Linked DNA regions of Mus musculus: region 2 is linked to region 1. A link is a contact called in public Hi-C data. All regions are on one chromosome and are shown on one strand. The core of a region is the stretch at or near the end of the contact, and the rest is flanking DNA. Distances in the headings are between cores, read along the strand shown. Region 1 has its middle 36 kb from the start of Tox2. Region 2 has its middle 11 kb from the start of Gtsf1l.

Region 1 (2,700 bases), core at 9-2,508:
CCCCAGAGATAACACCTCCTCCAACAAGGCCACTCCTCCTAGTCCTTTCCAAAACAACCTATGGGGGCCATTCTCGAGATTCTCATTCAAACCACCTAGGCAACCCCATAGATCAACAGTAGGAGACAGCTGAAGAATCCCAGAGAGCAAAGAAGACAGTACAAAGACAGGATAATGTTTGCAAACCTTGGTCACTGGCAGATTTCAGAGAGCCACCAAGGGCTAAAGCATTGTGGGTCCTGACATCAACACTCAGAAGCCCTAAGAGGAGCTGTGAGTGCTGGCATTCTGTGACCAGAAGAATAAGTTCCTGCCTGAGCAGGAAGCCACAGGCTGGGGGTCCTGGAGCTACTACCAGTCTCCAGGTCTGAAGGCTCACAGCCTGGATCCCCAGGGTTTGGAAGCTCAGCTCAGCAGTCTTTGGAACTCGGGGCCACCAACCCGAAGGGACTTTCTCTGTGCTTACCAGTGATTCCTTTCTGGGCAGAGTGAAAAGAACCTGCAGCTAGCTAGCTGTGGCAAAAAGAAAAACTCCAGTGTGGAAATCTCTAGGGCAAAAGCCTGCTGTTTATTGACGCAGGATGCTTACCACATCCAGAACTTTATAATCTCGGCAGCTCTATTAAAAACATACAACGAAATGTGAAATGGATTTTAGCACCACATTCTATTTATTGCAACACACTTAAAATATCCTCATTTCAGCATGCAATCCGAGTAGAAATTTATTAATGAGATCTTTTCTGCTCTTGTCTTTTGGTAGTGTCTGAGACGACTCCTGTATATTTTACCCCGATGCTGCCCACAGTCGGAGTGTTTAAAAATGAGTGGTTGTCACCTTTGACAGCACTGCTCTGTGGTCTGAACCTGGGTTCCACTAAGACCCAGTGACATGATCTGGGGAGTGAGTCCCGCTGACAACGCTTGTCCCCTCCCTCATCACGTAGGCGTGGGAGATGTGCAGGTTCTGGTTCCACTCTGCAGAGTGGCCCCAGCCGGTCTCCCGGAAGAGATCCTGCCCTTTCACTCAGGCAGGGATGGCTGCACAGCTTCTAACCTGGTCTAGGAGTGTCAGTGAGCGTCACTAGGTTCCTGGTAGGGAGAGCTGGCAGCCTGTCCCTTTTCTTCCATCTCACAGAGTTGTCTGAAATCACTCAGAAGCCAGGGCAGGCTGAGATGGGGTAGCATCGTGCTTCCCTAGGGAATGCAGGAGAGGCAGACACCGTAATGGGGTCAGTGAATTCATTCTGCCTGATTCTGGCATCAGTTGCTGAGGTCAGAGTTCACTGGCAGTGGGCAGATGACTCAGATCCTACCCTCTTCCAGCTATGACAGCGTCTGCTAATCAGCTGCCACTATCTTCTCTTCAAGGCTAATGATGAGGTAATGAGTCTGCTAGAAAAGTGGGTCAGAGGCCCATTAACTCTTGCTCACCTGTGGCTGCAAGCCTGCTTCACCAGATGGCTTCCAGTACAGCGGAGAGCTGGAAGGTGGGACCCTTTGAGAAATGGGTTGGAAGACCCAGCCTTGCAACTCTGAGAATTTAGGGTATAGAGGTGAAACTGGAGCGCCCCCTCCAACTTCCTGGACGTTTGTCTCTTACTCTGGCCCTTGGGTAGGCGGCCAGGTGTCAGCCATATAGTTAGTACACTAGATATGACTTCATTTAATCTTCTGGACATCCCCATGGTGGAGGCTGTGCTGTGACTGCCCCATTTTACAGATAAGGACACTGAGGCTGGGCAAGGAGAAGGAGCCCACTCCGAGGGCGTCTAATGTTTGCACCGTGCAGACCGTAGCCCTTTTGTAAAGGTGGTTACACTTCTCCCTTCCAGATTTTATCTGCATGGTTAAGGGGTCAGAGTGAGGGGGTCAGAAGTAAGGTCATTTAAACCTTTGTACATCCTGTTACATAGTCACTTCTCTGATGGTGGCAAACCCCTTTCTCTCTCCTCATAGACACACAGCTGGGGTCCAGGGGTACTCCAAGGAGTAGGGTGAGCAGGAGGCATCCGCATGCTTAGGAGAAACTGAGGTGTTTTGTGTAAGAATTCTGTGGGTGAAGACATAACATAAAAACAGGCAGCTGAGTGACAGTGGCATTCTTTCTCATGCTACCTAGCTGTGCTCCTATTCTGTTCCCCTGGCCTCACAGCATCTGTAGACAGGAGGGGACATTCAGGTGAGACCAGCCAGTGGCTCCTTAAGTTGTTCACCTTGACCCCGTCTTGTAACATCATACCCATTTTATGGATAGGGGAACTAAAACTCTGGGCTCTGCTGGCATCACCTGAAACCGCACAGAGGTGGATGGAGACCTAGAGATCCATTATCTTGGAGGTCTCCTGAGGAGTGTAATGCAGGCAGGCAGGCTGTGTGTTCACAGGAAAACAACCTGGCCAATGAGATGGGGGATTCTGGGATGCTGCTAACTGATTCCCTGGCTCCCTGACCATCAGGCCAGTCAGGGCATCTGTGAAACGTACATTGGTCAGAGGCTGCAAAAGCAAATGCCTACAAGGGACCCAGAAGACAAAATACAGACATGGCCTATTGATAGAGAAGACATATTGCGAGCAGCAGGGCCTGGACCCTGGAGAGAGGTTGTCCTGGCTAAGGGTCGGTCTGTGCCAGGTGTGTTGGTTACATATTGTGTCGCCATGGTTACATACACATCATCGTGAGCACAGCATCTGACAC
Region 2 (2,700 bases), core at 145-2,644, 66 kb before region 1:
TGCAGTTTCGGACCCCTGAAAGGCCACATACGGAGACAGCATTGGTAGCAATTCATCTACCCTGGAAACCGCATCGTAGGAGGTAGGCTCTTAGGGTGTTTAATGGCCAAACACACATTAGCGCAGCGAGCAGATGTTAAGTCCATTAGTGACAAAGGGAGATCAGAGTGCCTGTGCTTCTAAAAGATGTCTTGAGTGGTCCTCCAGCCTCTAGCCTGCTCCTAGCATTTTTTTTTTTTTTCTGAGTCTGGGACCTGAGAGGTTGCTCACCATGGTAACCTGAGCAGAGAGCAGGATGTGCACACATCTGTCTGGGTAGTGCTTTCCAGACCTGTCCACATAGAGAGGACCCGTAATGTAGGTGAGATCAGAGCTGCTCTCCTCTGCCTTGCATCTTTTTCCAAGAGATGCCACCAACAGCTGCTAACATGGGCACCAACAGCTGCTAACATGGGCACAGAGAGGGGAAGATTCAGACTGCGTAGAAACAGCTTCCCCCAAAATGAAAATCCATGGGTCAGGGGAGGGGGCACCATCCGCACAGCTCTGAGGAAGCCATCATCCCGTGTAGCTGCTTTCAGGCCACCCACATTTCTATCTCTAGCCCCCTGCCTTGTTCTGTAAGTAACGTTAATAAACTCATTGGTCCCCTAGGGGAACCTTGGTGGATCTGGACCTTACTTAGGAGGAAGCAGGTAGATGTCGCCTGGCCTCGACCCAGGGTGAAAATTCTGTGCATATTCCAGTTTATAATCAGAGACTCGGTCACACAGCAGGCTTCCTAGCAGCGTCAGCTGTCAGCCAGGGGGCAGGGCCAAGCATTTCCTACTCATCTGAGTCCCTGGTGAGCTCTAAGGGCACCTCCTACCGACAATGGACTTCCTACGCTACTAACTTATTTTATTTGTCGATTGTGTGTCTATGTGGGTGTCTGTGCACTGTGAGTACAGATGCCCCTGGAGGTGCAGAAAAGAGCCTGGGGTCCTTTAGAGTTATAGGCAGCTGTGTGTCTCTGGACATAGGTCCTAGGAACCGTAATTGGGTCCTCTGCAAGACCAGCCTGTGCTCCTGACTCCTGAGCCACCTCTCTCCATGCAGGCTATTCTCTTGTCATTAAAACTCTACTCCGTACCCGGTACTAAGCTGCCTTCACTCTCCCCCTGCTTTTAAAATTGGGTGTCCACAAACCCGGGCCCTTCCCAGCTGTTTTCAAGAAGCTGCGCGTGAGGCTGGCTTCCTCTTACCTGCTCTGCCTCATGAACTTAATGTTTGTTGTTTTGCTTTTCTCCCCAGCTTTCTCTCAATGCTTGTTTTCCCTCCTGGGTTACACGCTTTGTTTATTTTCCAACTTCCTTGTTTAATGACAAAGTCCTGTAGCGATGGGGAAAGGGGTGTTGGTTTTGGTTAGTTCCCCAAGTTTCTCTGCCTGAGGTTCCAGCTCCCGCTACGCTCTGAACTGCTTATAACTGACATTCTCTTCCTTTGTTTGAGCTGAGCAATTAGGAAATACATTTCCAAGTGATTGGTTTTTGTTTACCTTGGGTGTGACATTTCTGTCTTCATTGCATTGTGGATGTTGTGGCCTGGCCAACAATGGCTTTTTAATGACCCGGGTGCTTCTGTGACCCAGAACCTATCAGTGCTCAAATCCAGGACACAGTGCTTTTTTTTTTTTCTTTTCCCAAAATGGAAATATTTATGTTTTAATTTTTAAAGTTGTTTTAAATGATTTATTTATTCAGCTTGTGGGTGCACAATGTGCCATGTAGCACATGTATGTGCGTGCATGCGCGTGGTGTGTGTGTGTGTGTGTGTGTGTGTGTGTGTGTGTGTGTGTGTATGTGTGAAGCCGCTGTGCTTCACCCACCAAGTGAGGCCTGGAGATCAAAGTCAGGATGACAGAGCTTGGTGCCGGGTACCTTTGTAGGATGAGCTGTCAAACGTCACAAGAGGCTTGTTTTTAAATGTCAATCCCGATTTTTGTCTTCAGTTATGTTCTCCGCTTCTCTGTCTTCCTCCTCTGCCATAGCACATGGAATTGGTTTTCCCAGGTACTGCCGGAACTCAGGTTGCTTTGTTGTTGTTGTTTCTGTGGTGTTGGGGCTTGAGCTGAGCACACTGTGCTTTCATGGCAAGAGGTCACCACTGAACTACCCTGCTAGCCCCTCTTGGCTCTCTTTTACAGTAGATTATTCTCACAAATACATTTAGTTGTGGCACAGAAATAGAACTGGTAGTACTCAAAAGTCTGAAGTTTGGGAACACCGATAATGAAGGAGTTATGGCAGCATCAAAGACTAAACCAGGAGCTTCGCGCTGACACGGGTACCCAGCGACCAGGAGGTCACTAGCTGGTAGGGGACCCTCGCGACTGACCTCAATTTGGGAAGCCCGCTGCTGCTACGCATCCATACACCACCAGAGGGCAGCACTTCCCCGGTCTCTACTATGGGCCGGAGATCAGCTCAATAGGGAGGAATTTATTCCTTGGGACTGAAGTCTGGGACACACTTCCCTCCAAAGTTATCTGGGCATTTGACAACTGGAGAGAGAGGGGGAAGAGGGGAGGGGGGGGGAAAGGGGGAGAGAGGGAGAGAGGGAGAAGAGATTTAAACCTACTCCATTAGTGTCTTAGAGGCTGTGGGTGGGCCGAGGTGGCAGCTTGGGGATTTGGACAGCAGACGCTTGACAATTTGGAGA

The links. A called contact is a pair of places that touch in the nucleus more often than the background predicts.
Region 2: a contact with region 1 is called in a Hi-C map of the N1E-115 cell line, with 5 times the contacts expected there. The contact joins two enhancer-like sites. A contact is called at or near these places in 1 of 15 datasets of contacts at CTCF or cohesin (CD8 T cells), 17 of 484 Hi-C or Micro-C datasets (CD8 T cells, the N1E-115 cell line, bone marrow-derived DN3 thymocytes and 11 more), 3 of 115 datasets of contacts at active chromatin or transcription factors (CD8 T cells, embryonic stem cells and regulatory T cells) and 1 of 9 other capture datasets (embryonic tail).

The regions. Positions count from the first base shown.
Region 1 is chr2:163,165,288-163,167,987 of GRCm38.p6, forward strand. No RefSeq gene overlaps it. Among named protein-coding and RNA genes, the nearest start is that of Tox2, 36 kb to the right of the region's middle. Within about 2 kb of position 1,259, at least 28 of the 459 cell types and tissues checked have an H3K27ac peak or open chromatin away from gene starts, as enhancers often do. A contact at or near this core is called in the N1E-115 cell line and liver, where this site is marked.
Region 2 is chr2:163,099,312-163,102,011 of GRCm38.p6, forward strand. No RefSeq gene overlaps it. Among named protein-coding and RNA genes, the nearest start is that of Gtsf1l, 11 kb to the left of the region's middle. Within about 2 kb of position 1,395, at least 21 of the 459 cell types and tissues checked have an H3K27ac peak or open chromatin away from gene starts, as enhancers often do. A contact at or near this core is called in the N1E-115 cell line and liver, where this site is marked.